Regions from separate parts of the Drosophila melanogaster genome. Here all the other regions are linked to region 2. The links are chromatin contacts, called in public Hi-C maps. All regions are on one chromosome and are shown on one strand. The core of a region is the stretch at or near the end of the contact, and the rest is flanking DNA. Distances in the headings are between cores, read along the strand shown. Region 1 holds the start of CG4080. Region 2 holds the start of CG13315. Region 3 holds the start of aay (astray).

The links. A called contact is a pair of places that touch in the nucleus more often than the background predicts.
Region 1: a contact with region 2 is called in a Hi-C map of the Kc167 cell line, with 2.1 times the contacts expected there. A contact is called at or near these places in 2 of 107 Hi-C or Micro-C datasets (the Kc167 cell line and embryo) and 1 of 7 datasets of targeted methods (the Kc167 cell line).
Region 3: a Hi-C map of the Kc167 cell line shows a contact between it and region 2, with 2.0 times the contacts expected there. A contact is called at or near these places in 1 of 107 Hi-C or Micro-C datasets (the Kc167 cell line) and 1 of 7 datasets of targeted methods (the Kc167 cell line).

The regions. Positions count from the first base shown.
Region 1 is chr3L:9,396,918-9,401,400 of dm6, forward strand. CG4080 reads right to left here and starts at 2,310. Exons shown (of 6, transcript NM_001259766.2): 1 at 1,590-2,310. The coding sequence starts at 1,669. eIF4E1 (eukaryotic translation initiation factor 4E1) reads right to left here. Exons shown (of 6, transcript NM_168335.2): 2 at 4,123-4,483; 3 at 3,666-4,036; 4 at 3,502-3,601; 5 at 3,180-3,267; 6 at 2,701-3,116. The coding sequence starts at 4,179. The coding sequence ends at 2,953.
Region 2 is chr3L:9,095,068-9,099,396 of dm6, forward strand. CG13315 reads left to right here and starts at 1,810. Exons shown (of 1, transcript NM_144186.2): 1 at 1,810-2,427. The coding sequence starts at 1,944. The coding sequence ends at 2,153. It overlaps bol (boule), which reads right to left. Exons shown (of 8, transcript NM_001274685.2): 8 at 2,562-4,329.
Region 3 is chr3L:9,421,186-9,425,854 of dm6, forward strand. It overlaps aay (astray), which reads left to right and starts at 2,068. Exons shown (of 1, transcript NM_079277.3): 1 at 2,068-3,596. The coding sequence starts at 2,365. The coding sequence ends at 3,177. All of the region lies in intron 1 of Atat (alpha-tubulin acetylase), which reads right to left.

The DNA of each region.
Region 1 (4,483 bases), core at 1,060-3,559, 300 kb after region 2:
TCAACTGTTTTGCGCTTTGTTTTCGCTGCCTGTTCGTTTGCTTTGTTCGAATGCTTTTTGATAATTTGCGCATTATTTTTTTTTTTTTTTTAGCGCTCTCTGCGTGTAAAACTTATTTTAAAGTCCAAAACCCAACTGGTTTAAGTTCGAGGCAATTAATGCAAAAGTTATACCCCCCCAACTGGCGCCACCAAAAATATACATTTGCATACATATGCAATGTATGAATGTTTGTGTGTGTATACACATTGCTATTGTTTTGGGAAAACCCATGCGAAATGCAAGCTTGAGAAAATTCGCTTCTTATCAATGGTTTGTTTTTCGCTACGCTCCATTTTACATTTTCACGATAGTCGACAAATATTTGATCGTGATGGCCCAAGCCGATACAATAGCCAATGTTTATTCAACAACGACACCTGAAATAACAGCAAAGTGAGACACATTTACTCACTCCGGCGACAGATTAGATTTGCGATGGCCAGGTGATAAGGCTCATCACACTGACATCGGGGGTGTTGAACGGTCTGTATTTCACAAAATACGAGCATACATATATAAATTATAGCTACGCAAGAGCCGCATTTCTCAACATTCAAATACAATTGAGTAAATATGTTTATTTAAGAGCGTTCCATTGAAAATTTGATGAATAACTAAAGATAAAGATACAACATCTATGAGGCAAATAAAAGTTGGTAGCCACAAATACTAATACCAAACAATACGAATTAAGTGAATCGAAAAGCCAGTACCATTAAACTGCTTTAGTTATGGAGAACGTCTTCAATGACTGATATATAATTATATTTATGATTTATCTTCATTTTAGACCTCATTGGCTTCATTAAAAGTCGTAAGAGTATTGGGTATGGTCAATGCCCCGCTGTCACGTCAGATTGCAATATAAATAAATCGCGCGTAATTTATAAACCTATAATTGTATAAACAGATAACAGCTGGCGCCTCGCGTCAAGATCTTGTCACCTTCCCAGCATCGTAGTGTCCATATTTGCATTTCAATCGAAGTTGCCGATCGGCATGGAACTAGTATGGTAAGTAAGTAAGTACAAGTCAATGTTGTTAACTATTGCCTAATGATTGTCATTAGCAGGCGTTAGATGGGGATTACGACGATTGAGATCTCAACAGTTGATGTTGGTGCAGAGCAACAAATTAAGGGAATGAATCAATCGCTGCTTGAAATTGGGTTATTTTCGTTTTCATTTCGATTAAGGTATATCTTATCTGCGTGTCGGTATGGACAGCTGGATTTGTTTATTGTGGCGCAAAGAACACACATTGATTTTTAGCACTTGCAGCCTGCGTTGAGAACTTAATTATTGTGATTTCCCAAACGACGAACAATCAAACATTTAAATCATGTCCGTTTCCTGGCTATAAATAAACAATGGACAATGCCAAGAAGAATGTCAACCATCCCACGATTTTTCAATTGCGTGCTTGCACTTGATTTTATTTTATTTCTCGTTTTTCTTTATTTTACTTTTTTTTTTGTTCTTTGGTGTACTTGAATAACTTATAGGATTCCTTTTTTTTTGGCCATATCAAGGGCATTCAAAACTCACCTGACATTCGCATAGTGCTGGCCGGAATTCCAATCCACATGCTCGATATCCGAAGAGGTTTTGGCGTTGTCGCAAGGCATTTTGTTCGTAACTCGCTCTCTCTCTCTCTCTCTATAGCACTATAAACTCGATTGCAGGGTATCGCATAGTCGGGGCGATGCTGCACCGCAACGCGTGGGGGGTTTTCAACCCCAAAAAGGGAGGGGGGTGGCGGACGCGGGGGAGGAGAGCTCCTTTGTCTTTTATGCTGGCTAGTCTTGCGCCTTTGTTATGATTCTCCTCCGCTGGCCATATATTTGTTTATTCCCAACGATAAACAGAGGCTGTCGCCTTCTTTATTTTTAGCGACCCTGTTGGCAGGGGCTACTTCGATTTTTTGCACAATGTAAACCGAATCTATTGCACTGTTATTCTCCTTTCATTTCGTTTCATTTTTCCCTTTCAACGCCAACGAACTTCTGGCCGTGTGTGTGTTTGTTTGTGTTGGTTAGCTGGTCTATTATTATATCTTTATTCCGCGACAAACTTTAGTGCGTTTGCTTGTTAATTTGTTGTTACTGGCCCGGTACGAGCTGTTCGTTCCACTACTCTACGCTAAATGGCTATGCTTGTTAGAATTGCACATATATTTTATGTATTTTATTTAGCTAAACACGGAGACATATCCTTACACGATATCTACGAGCGACGCGACCAGTGTGACTGCGCCTACACAATTGAAACATGTCACATGCAGTGTGACCGTTCTTGGCTGAATGGAAAAGCTCTCACTCATATAAAATTCAATAATAGGTTAATAAAAAAAAAATACTGACTTATTTTTTAAATACAAACGTATTTACTCTAACAATATAAGTAAAAAGCTAAAATTATTTTAATGTCTATTTAGGAAACCTATCGATATATCGATACACATTTTTTTTTGGCCACCCTAGAAATTGCTAACGTATTTTTAGCAACAAATTGAATTCCAAATTTGGAAGTTTTGCTTTAGGTGCCCATATTAGGATACAAGCTCGTTTTAGTAATACAACAAGTAATTATCCCAAAAACAATATAGGTTAACTTTTTTCTATTTTAAAATATCTCCAAAATCAAAGATCAAAAGTATCCGGTTTTAATGTAGGTTTTTATTAATATACTTTTCCGTCTAATCCATTATTGACAGTGACTACAAAAAGCGGATAGATTTTATATTATGCCGATTTTTGATAACAAAGGGGGTTCCGTTTCGGTTTCGTTACGCGGGTCTTAGACAATAGTCACGATTAATCGCTACTGTTGCTTATAACGATAAATAAATGAAAGACAAAATAATCAGTGTGGGATCGGACCGAATAAGGAGCGGCCAGTTATTAGCCGCCTACAAAGTGTAGATCGATTTCACGTTGGAGCCCTGCTTGACCATCGTGTCCTTGTGCAACTGATACTGCAGCGAGTTGTTGCGTCCCAGACGCAGGGCATCGCGCAGCTTGTGACCAATCTCAAGGGCAGCTTCCTCGTTGTTTCCGTCGGCAGTCCAGATGGCTGGAAAGCATTAATCGTTAAACAAAGGAATTCCGCTGAAGTTGGGTGTGCGTGAAAACTTACATATCTTGTTGCTCTTGCCGCGAATGTTTATAACAGCGCCGCAGATCTGATCAGAGTGATCGAAGGCCTCACCAATCAGGCAGAGCAGCTGGAAGGCAAAACAGTTGTAGTTACTCATATGCGAAAAATATTTATGATATAAGCTCACTATTGAATGTTCCTAAGACAAAAGCTAGCACTAGCGTATTTTTAGCTGATATTTTCTATAAGTTATAATTTATATTGCAAAATCATACACCTATTTCTATATTTTTGCATTTCAAGAATGTACATTCACTATAAATAGACCATCCGCTCACCACTCGTTTCTTTGTGCACTTACCACATCGAGCCATAGGTTATCCAGATCGGTCTTGGAGCTTTTGTTAAGGGTAATGACCCAACGACCGCCCTGTTTGTTGGCTGCATCCTCCCACATGGGACTGCAAATGAGATATCAGTTAGTAAAGGTTATCTTGGCAGAATTGCAATAAACAGCAAACCCACCGAATGTTCTTCTTGAATAGCGAGTAGTCACTACCCAGCTTGATCTCTGATGGGGGCTTGATGTGGTTGTATAGGCTCCAGAAGTCCTCGACGGTATCGAAGCTGGTGATCTCGTTTTGCATGTCCTCCCAGGACTTGGACCGATCGTTTTCAAGGTACCACAGCGTCCAGACATTCATGAGCGGGTGTTTGTATAAATGCTCGGTGCGCACAGCATCGTCGCCGGCAGGAGCAGTAGTGGTTGCAGTGTTGCCTGCTGGTTCACCAGTCTCCTGTGGGTCCTCCTTGGGCTTGACATCCTTAGCCTCGGCGGGCGCTGCAGCCGAAGTTGGTGGTTCCGGACGACCCTGCTCGGTGCTGGGGGCGCTGGTCTGCGGGAGAAGATGGCAATGGATGGGAAGGGGAATCAGAAGATTAGATTAGCTTGGCTTAGCGACAGGCGCACTGAGAGTATTACTTTGAACATGGACTTGGGATTGGCAAAGTTCTTCATTCTGTGAAAGTCGCTCTGCATGTTGGCGGCCGTGTTTATTGGATGCGTTTGATGGTAGGATCAGTTCTTTTTCGGCTCCGGAGTGGGTTCGGATCGGTTTCGATTCGCCGTGATTCACTTGCCGCTCTCTCTCTGTCGCGGTGTTTGTGATAGTTGATAGTTGGTTGGTGCGTGTGTGTGCGAGAGAGCGAAGCTTTTGATTTCTGTTTGAGTGTGTGTGGATTTTGGATTGTTTCGTGATATCTCGCTCCCCTGCAGTTCGCTCTTCACTTGTGTATTATTAACCAAAAAACTAAGTAATGATAATACAAAAAACTCGTTAAAC
Region 2 (4,329 bases), core at 560-3,059:
CTTCGTATGGATCTGCAGACCCCAAAAGTAGGCAACAAAAAGTGTGCTGCTGAAATTGATACATATAAATTACTCATACGCCATGGTGACACAGTCACACACATCGAAACCCAATGCCACTTGCCTCTGTCTGATTACGTTGTTAACATTTCGTTTTTTTTTACACTATCAGCACTAACCGAAAAACGAGCAGATGATCCTTATCAGGCCTCGGCAACTGACATCTAGCAAACGGTATAATCTTCATGGGTTTTGTTTTGGAATTAACGAGTTAGGGACCCCCCCCAAAATCGAGACCATAAAATCGGGTGGATAGCTTTTGATACTCACGCGATTCCACGGCGATCTCACAAGTCGAAGTACAATAGTCTGGCGGGTTGCTTTATTTATAAACATTTTTTTTTTTTGCTTTGATATTTTCGGTTTCTTTGTTGATTAGCAGAAACGGGAACAAGCTCGCTCTGTAATCAGGCTGAAAAGAAGAAGTCTAAAGGAAGCACTTAAAGTCTGGACTCGCTCGTAAAGAGAAAACAAGCTCCAGGGTTTGCGTGGAAAAGTTTCGGCAGCAAAATATTCCCCCCTGATCGCGATGATTAATTTTTTTTTTCCAGCCAGCGAATGCATTGGTTCCTGAAGCACTAGCAGACAGCGTGCTAGGGCTAGATAAGGGCTAGATTGCATGGCCCCCGCTGGTTCTGAATCGCACTTGAACTTGAAGTGTGCGTTCATAGTGGTTTATTGTGGTTTTTTTGTTATTGTTGACTTAACGATTCCTCACCCGCACACTTTCTGCCGGATTTTACAACGCCTGATTGCAGTAATAGACCGTGTGCCAGCTTGACGTTTTGTTTTGAAAATAATAATTCACAAGCAGTCGCCGACTCACAAAACTGATAAGAGGAGCTCCCGCCGCACACGTAGAGTACTCATGATAGTATGTATGTATTAGAGAAGAACGAAGCTGGTGGCACATATCTTAAAGCTCGGTCCAACTAGGCAATCAGCTGGTTAGCTAGTGTCATAAATAGGCATAAATGTAACCTCAATATTGGAATACAAAGGCCAGAAACATCGCTTACAGAAGAACTTCTATCAGGCGAAACCCATGACCTACAGCACACATTTTATTATTTTAAGATTATTTTAGACAACAAAGCATCAGGTGCAGAATTATCAACATAGTCTAGCAAAATATAGATATCTCTGGCTGCGGTTCGGTGCATCCTCAATAAATGCATACATAACAGTCATATTACAAAAAAAAAAAATTACAAAACTATAGTTGTATAAATATGTGAGTTACTTCAGTTAATCTAATGCCTCCCGGAATCAATGCAAATTGACTTAAGTTTTTTAATTAGGTCAGCTTTAGTGGCGCATGCTTGACTGTACATACATTTTATTAGGATTTACGTCATGGCCTGAGGGGTATTTGATTAATTGTGCAATAATGATACAGCTGTAGAGATCAGCCTTTGGACTTCGAGCTGCACTTGGGAAGTACGATGAAGGCTATTTCTCCATTTTGCTTACGGATACACGTCTAAACAACAGCCAATTAGAAATAAACAATGCAATCTGAAACGTTGAATAACAAACTTTGGCCAAAAGTGCGTCGCATTTCGCCTTGCATTCGGGTTGCATGGCCAGCAAATAAAGGCCTGGTCGTAAGCCAATCAATTGGAAACCCTTTTGAGCAACACACACCTGATAAGCCCCAACTACTTGCAAGATAATGACCATACATATGCCAGTATAAAAGTGCTGATAAGGCATCGCTATAAATAGTGGATCCGGAGCCAAGTGAGGCCACAGAAACGAAACGAGCGCGCCAATGATCGTACGAATTCATTAGGAACAACCCAGATATAGAGACGACTCTATAGCGAAAGCAACCCAACTGTGATACTAAACGAACACACACACACAACAATATCCCCAAGATGTCTGCCACTAAGGTGAACCATTTGATCGGAGCGACTACGCGCTACATTGCCGGACGGAATGCGGTGCAGACGGTCTACTGGCGCACCTCAGCCGGACCCAATCCCCGGATGCTGAAGACCAACAAGCTGCAGAACTTCGATCGCACCCAGAAGGCGCCTCAGAGTGTACGGATGCAGAACTATGATCGCAGCTATATCCGTGATTAGGGATTAGTTTTAGTTCCGGCCTTGACATGTTCCTAATGTCGCACTAGACATACATATGTAAATTTTTTTTGTGCACTTTGTATTTATTATGCATAGAGTATTTTCCAAAACGATAGTTCTTATCGTGCAAATTAGAGTTAATCGAATCTAAACGAAGCTGGCGCTACGACTTTTCATGTACCTTGGCATTATATATATATACATATATGTATATATGAAAAAAAGAAATAAATGGCAAAGATTTAATAAATGCATTCTAGCGCGTAGATAAGAGAATATTATTCGTTTTTTTTTTTCTGGACCGAAGTCTGACGGGGGTCTGCTAAATGCGTCATCAGTTCCAGAAGCAATGACCTAAATCTAAATGTCACAATCATCGTATGATTCCAAATGAAAGCCCAATTGATTCATTCGGTTTATTCCATTTTTAAGATTTTATTAATTAGTTTTATATTTATTACATACATTGAGTTCTCGTATATATATAATTTTGGGGTTTTATATTTATGCTTTACTTCCTTTGGTTTGGTATGTAATTTTACTTCATATAATTTGTTCGTTTAGCTTTATAATTTCGTTTTTAGATATCGTTTCTTACTTATGTTTTATAGTATATTCTCGCGATTTGTTTACATTTTGTTTTAGTTTAATTTAATTTGCATTGTGGGTGAAATATGTTTATGTTAAGTTTTTTGTTTGGTTTTCGTTTTTTTTTTTTTTGTGTTTTATTTTTGAGTTTTATCATGTTTATCGGGTTGATCATTTTACTTAAAATTACAGCCTTTATAAATAATTATTTTTATATGCTATTCATAGATTCTTTTTAATTTTCCGTTTCCTCAAATTTTGTGTTTTCATATATGTTTTTGCTTTATACTTTTTATTTCGCTTGTCATTGTACTACGTATTCATTTTTCATTCGCTTTCGTTTTAATTTTACTAAATATATATAGAGACTTTTCCGCATCGTATTTTGATGGATCTGAATAATTTGCACACAGTATGTATATAATATATATGTATATATATATAATATAATTGTTATCTAAATATATACTCATATAGACCTCATATATATTAATTTATATTTGACAATTTCAGTTGGGCTTAGTGTCTGGCTTTGCTTTTGTAGTGTAGTGTAGTTCTGGTTTGCTTCTTTTTTCATACTTCGTTTTTATTTATTTATTTTTTTTTTGTTTTGCACACGGAAGATTTACACACATGAATAAAAACCGAAAAATACACACAAAACTTTGTGCATTTCCTTAGCTAGCTTTGGTTTTGATACTTTTTTTGAAATATGTTATGTTATTTTATGACCTCGTTTATTTGTTGCCTAACTCAATTCATGTGAAAACAGTGTTTCCGTTTGGTTTATCTCAAAAGAGAAAAATATATATTAATTATTATCTTTGTATTTTACTATTATTAAATCCATTTCATCTTTCGTTTGGTATTTGATTAAAAAATATTGCAGCTCAAAATGGTAATACTTTGGGTTTTCAAGTTATATGTACTTTGCTTATTTTCGTACATACATATGTGTCCCCCCCACTAAAGCATAGAACACAGTAGAGATCAGTTGGATATTTCTCTAGAATCGGGCCCTTTGCTATCGGCTATTGCTAATCCTAATCCCATCATTCTCCATCTATGCCCAATCAAATCTCAAATCTCTTTTCCATGCTGATATCATTTCCTTAGTGGGCTGCAATTGCCTTGATCTGATCTGTAGTTTTTCTCTGTATTTCGGGCGTATCTTATATTTGTGTCATCTGATTTACGTATTTCCTTGACTCTACTTTTATGCTGCTCAGTATAGTAGTATATGTATATTAGACTCTTATGTATGGTAAATTGTTTGCTAGAAATGTGCTTTCTTTTACGGAAGAATTTGGATACAATTTCATAGTTCCACTTGATTTTAGCTAAAAGTATAATTTGTCTAGTATTTTCATTACGTTTCAGCTAATCATTGCTATGTATTTTTCTGGTAATCCTATCGCGTTCGCTTTATAGCACATTCATTGGGCGCTTTAATTGGCTTAACATAGGTGTATCGGTATCTGTATCGCGGCGTCGTTATCCTTTTTTTTTTTTGTCTACAAGTGTATTTATTTTTATCCTGCATCGGCTTCAGCACAGATTCTCACAATGTGCGACTTGCACTTGGAAT
Region 3 (4,669 bases), core at 818-3,317, 330 kb after region 2:
GCCCATTCAAAACCATGTGTTAGAAAGTAGGCAACAAAAAAGTTACATTATTCTGAAATGCCAACAAACTAATAGTTCAAACTTTTAATAAACTTTAAATGGTCTTTAGTGGTTTGAGATTAAGAGTTTCGACTGCTCAACGAATTTTTTGTGAATTAGAACCATTACCGCGTCGGCCATTCAATGGGCATAATAAATTAGTCAGCTCGGGTACTTTGCCATGCGGTCCGGATCAGGTGACGAGCCTACCTCTATTTAGTTTGTATGTCCAGGGAAAGTGTGTACATACATATACAAAATGGAAACGGACTTGGTTGGAAATTTATGCAGCAACAAGGTCAATCGATAAATGCAGAGCCGAAAGGTACACCCAAAACCCAAGACGAGTTGCCAAGGTAAAACAAAAAATAACGGTAAACGACAGGTGCCGCAGCCGCTGACAGGCTCAGGTAAAGGTACAGGTGTGGTCGGGGCCGTTATTCCCTTGGATTTTCCTTCCTTCTTTGGTTATTTGGTCGCTCGAGGCAACGGCAATTAAAAGCAGTCAACTGTTTACGGCTTTGTTTAGTGGAAGTCGTTGGCCGAAGTAAGCTTTAAATATGCATGAGAACATGTTCAAACATGCACATGCACGCATTGCACGCAATGAATTGTTTATCGTTATCGATAACGTGGCATTGAAATACTTTTTGCGGTCTAGCCGCAGTTTACTTTTTGTTGTTTTTGAGCTGTTTACCACGAACGGAACGATCGCAAACGATCAAAACAACTTGTTATTCTACAATTGCGAAAAAAGTGCCATAGCAACGATAACAAAAACAAGAAACCGCAGAGAGAATTGCATTTACAGCCGTCATTGTTGTTTTTGCCACTTGCAATTGCACGCCCCTCGCTTTTGTTGTTGATTTGTATCTAATTACCGGAGACTCAAAAGTCAAATCATGAATGTTCGGAGAGAAAATTGAGAAAAAAGATACTTCACCTTACATGAAAGCGTATGACACTGCAACAGTAGCTATAAATTGCATCAGAATGTCGGACTGGAACAGTTTAAATATAAGTCTAGCCGATTTAAAAATACCTAAGGCTTACACCAGCGTTAATCAGCTGAGATTTCGGTTATTTTCCACATCAATGATTAAGCATTAATGCAAAAAAGAAAGTATTGAAAACAGGGGGATCAACCAGACGCAAAAAGTACACTTCGTTTTCAAAGTGATAAGCAGCATGCGCCCGTGTTTGGATTTTACCAGACAACATTTCTAGAACCGGGGTCATAAATGCCACACTTGTTATTTGTTTGTCGATAATTTTTGAGGTAGTCTTTCGATGTCTGGACCCAGAACCAGGTCTCCTGGCAATCTTCAAGTATGAAATGGTGCCAGAAAAGATAAGGAGCGATGGTCTCCTGCTGGAAAATCTGGTTCTAGGCGGTTCTTCTAAGCAGTCGAGTGTCGCGAGTTTAATGACAGCTCAACCATAATTGTTTCTATTGTTTATATATTTTGTGATAAGCAGACATTGTCGCATTCATGCAGCACATGTTGTGATCAAAGGTTCACGTTCCCCCAAAGCAATTCTCTCTCAATTGAAACTGATTAAATGAAAATTGAGCGTAATTCGCGGATAAAAATATAAGCCATAGAAGTTAGGGTATTCTGGAAGTCTTCTTGAACTGACCGAAAAACGAAAACGGTTTGGAGTTTGTAACAAAAACGCATTTCTCTCCCACTCGCACACTTGTAATGCTTATCGTTCGATCGCTACACTGAAAAGAAAGCAACTGCGTTTACATTTTGTAAGAATAAATTACAATTATTGATATTTCGATTTGATAATGTATTTAAATGTAAAATTTTAATCTAGTTTCTTGTGGCTTAAATTGTTATGCAAATCAGCTAGTTGGACAAAAATAGTTTCGTCTGGACATAAATTTTTCTTTCCGTGTGGTCGGTAATCATTTTTTCGTTCCGTGTGGTCAGTGTGAAAAGAGAGAACGACAAAAAGAGAGAAACCGCTTTTGTGTGCGTTGAGCGGGTTTTCTTAAAAGGGCGATCGACTGTTTTTGAGTCACTTGTGAAAAATCAGTCATCGCGAGCAGTTCGACTAAGGAAAACCCGCTGGCACACACAAACCGTAACCACTTATCAAACAAAAACAGCTGGCCCGCAACGCGAAGCGCGTGTGCAAAAAGAAACGAGAAAACATACACAACAAAAAAGCACAAGATATAAGAGATACACAAAAAGAGAAGCAGTGGAAAATTTTGGGCACCAAACACAGCCGAAGCTTTTACGCCAAACGTTAAACGAAAAGCCAAAACTTAAACCGCTTCCAAAAAACACAACGTGTTCGCCGGTCGAGATGAGCGGTTCCGTATTGAGTTTGGCGCGTCCTGCAGCAGCCACAAATGGCCATAATCTGCTGACCAAACAGCTGAATTGCAATGGCAATGGCACCACCGGTGGCGCGGCGAAAACCACTGTGGCCTCGGCCATAACACCGCCCAAGCAGCCCCAGTTGGCGGCCAAGGTCATCCAGCAGTCGCAGATCGTCTGTTTCGATGTGGACTCCACGGTGATTTGCGAGGAGGGCATCGACGAACTGGCCGAATATTGTGGCAAGGGGAGCGAGGTGGCTCGCGTTACCAAGGAGGCGATGGGCGGTGCCATGACCTTCCAGGATGCCCTCAAAATTCGCTTGAACATCATACGGCCGACACAGCAGCAAGTGAGGGATTTCATCCAGGAGCGACCCAGTACACTGAGCAAAAACGTGAAGCGTTTCGTCAGCCATTTGAAGGCGGAGGGAAAACAGGTTTACTTGATCTCCGGCGGATTCGATTGCCTAATTGCGCCCGTGGCCAATGAATTGGGTATTCCCCTGAAAAACGTCTATGCCAACAAGATGCTGTTCGATTATTTGGGCGAATACGATAGCTTTGATATCAACCAGCCCACTTCGCGTTCCGGCGGAAAGGCAGAGGCTATCGCCCTGATAAGGAAGGAGAATAGCGACGATTCCCTAATCACCATGATCGGCGATGGAGCCACCGATCTGGAGGCCGTACCGCCAGCCAACTACTTTATAGGTTTCGGTGGCAATGTCGTGCGGCCGGAGGTCTATCGCCGTGCACAGTATTACGTAACGGATTTTGAGCAGCTGATGGGGCAGTGAGATACGTATACGTAAGGCGGTGGGGGAGTGGCGAATTTAGTATTTGAAATCAACGTGTTATAGCTCGTAGTGATGCACATGTTTATGCCCAAGTATGTGTGTAATAATATGTACGTTAGTTCGTAATTAAACAATAATAAAAAGCGATAGTAATAAATGGAAAACGAACAAGTGAAATCAACTTTGTTACTGTTAACTTAACAGAATATGTTAAGCGCGCACTGTTAGTGAATCAGCAGAAGTTGTAAAAATACAGGGTGCGCCCTTATGCTAATGAACAGTTCACGCTTTAGCATCCAACTGTAAGCAATTTATTTAATTTAAAGAAATTTCATGCACATAAAATATGTATAAAAATAAATTTCTGTATTTATATGTTTATGGCGAACAAAAACGAAAAATACAACAAAAGTTTAAATAAAACATTCATTTTTCTATGGAATAGTATGTTAAATACTTTATTTAAATTTTTGATTGTAGGTACCAATTAGGTAAAACCAATTAAAGCCTAAATGTTTTAAATGCAGCCTTGCAGAGCTATTAGCAGTTGCAATAATAGCCCATTAGGTTACAACAACAAAACAAATGCTCTTTTCATGACGAATTTACTTTCGACTTCTGACGTCTTTCGAAACCAGTAAGTCTATAAGCCTATTATATCTACATACCAGAACAAAATGATAACAATAGACCGAAAGGTGAAGGGTCGTGGGAAAATAAATAATTAGTGGGCAGCCGATTCCAGATTTCAACTTTCAAAATTTTGGATAAATGGGTGTGTTTTAACCCATTTAGATATTCTTTATGTATTGAAGCCAAATTAAAAACTAATTCGACTATGAGAGAATTTAGATTGGGCATATGGACATTTGTAGGAAAACTAATACTTTTGTTAAGCATCAAATTTGTTGCTTTACTTGCGATTGAAGACCAGCTGTTTAATTGCCCAAGCTTGAATTCCTTTCGATTTTAACACGAAGGTGCCAGCAATTGGCGGCTCAAAAGGCCGTTAAAAACCAGAAAACAACGCCTCTGCGGCAATTATCAATTGCTGTAATCGACTCCAGCGGAGTTGAAACAGTTGGCAAGCAGAAGCAAAAACAAAGGCAAGGCCGAAGCGTGGGTGCCAGCATTGGGCGGTAAACCATGAATGGAACGGGCGGTTTGGCGGTCAACGTCATCGTGTTTAATTGGCGGCGGGAAACGCTTTGAGCCAGCTTAAATGTGGACCATATTAGGCGTGATTCGACTGCCGTTTGAACGGTATAGGGGCGTGAATTAAGGTTGCATTCGAACGCAGAACGGGAAAAAAGCAGCCGCCGATGATATCACCATCCTAATGAACTGGGCTTAAAAGGCGTCTGTTATGCCCTGCAGCCCAAGTGAATCTGAATCACTCAATTTGGGTGATTTGGGTGACAGTAAGGATTCTATAAAGGAGGCCTTCTGAGGCCTTCCCAATTCTCATTGTACGTTATTTTATTTAAATAGT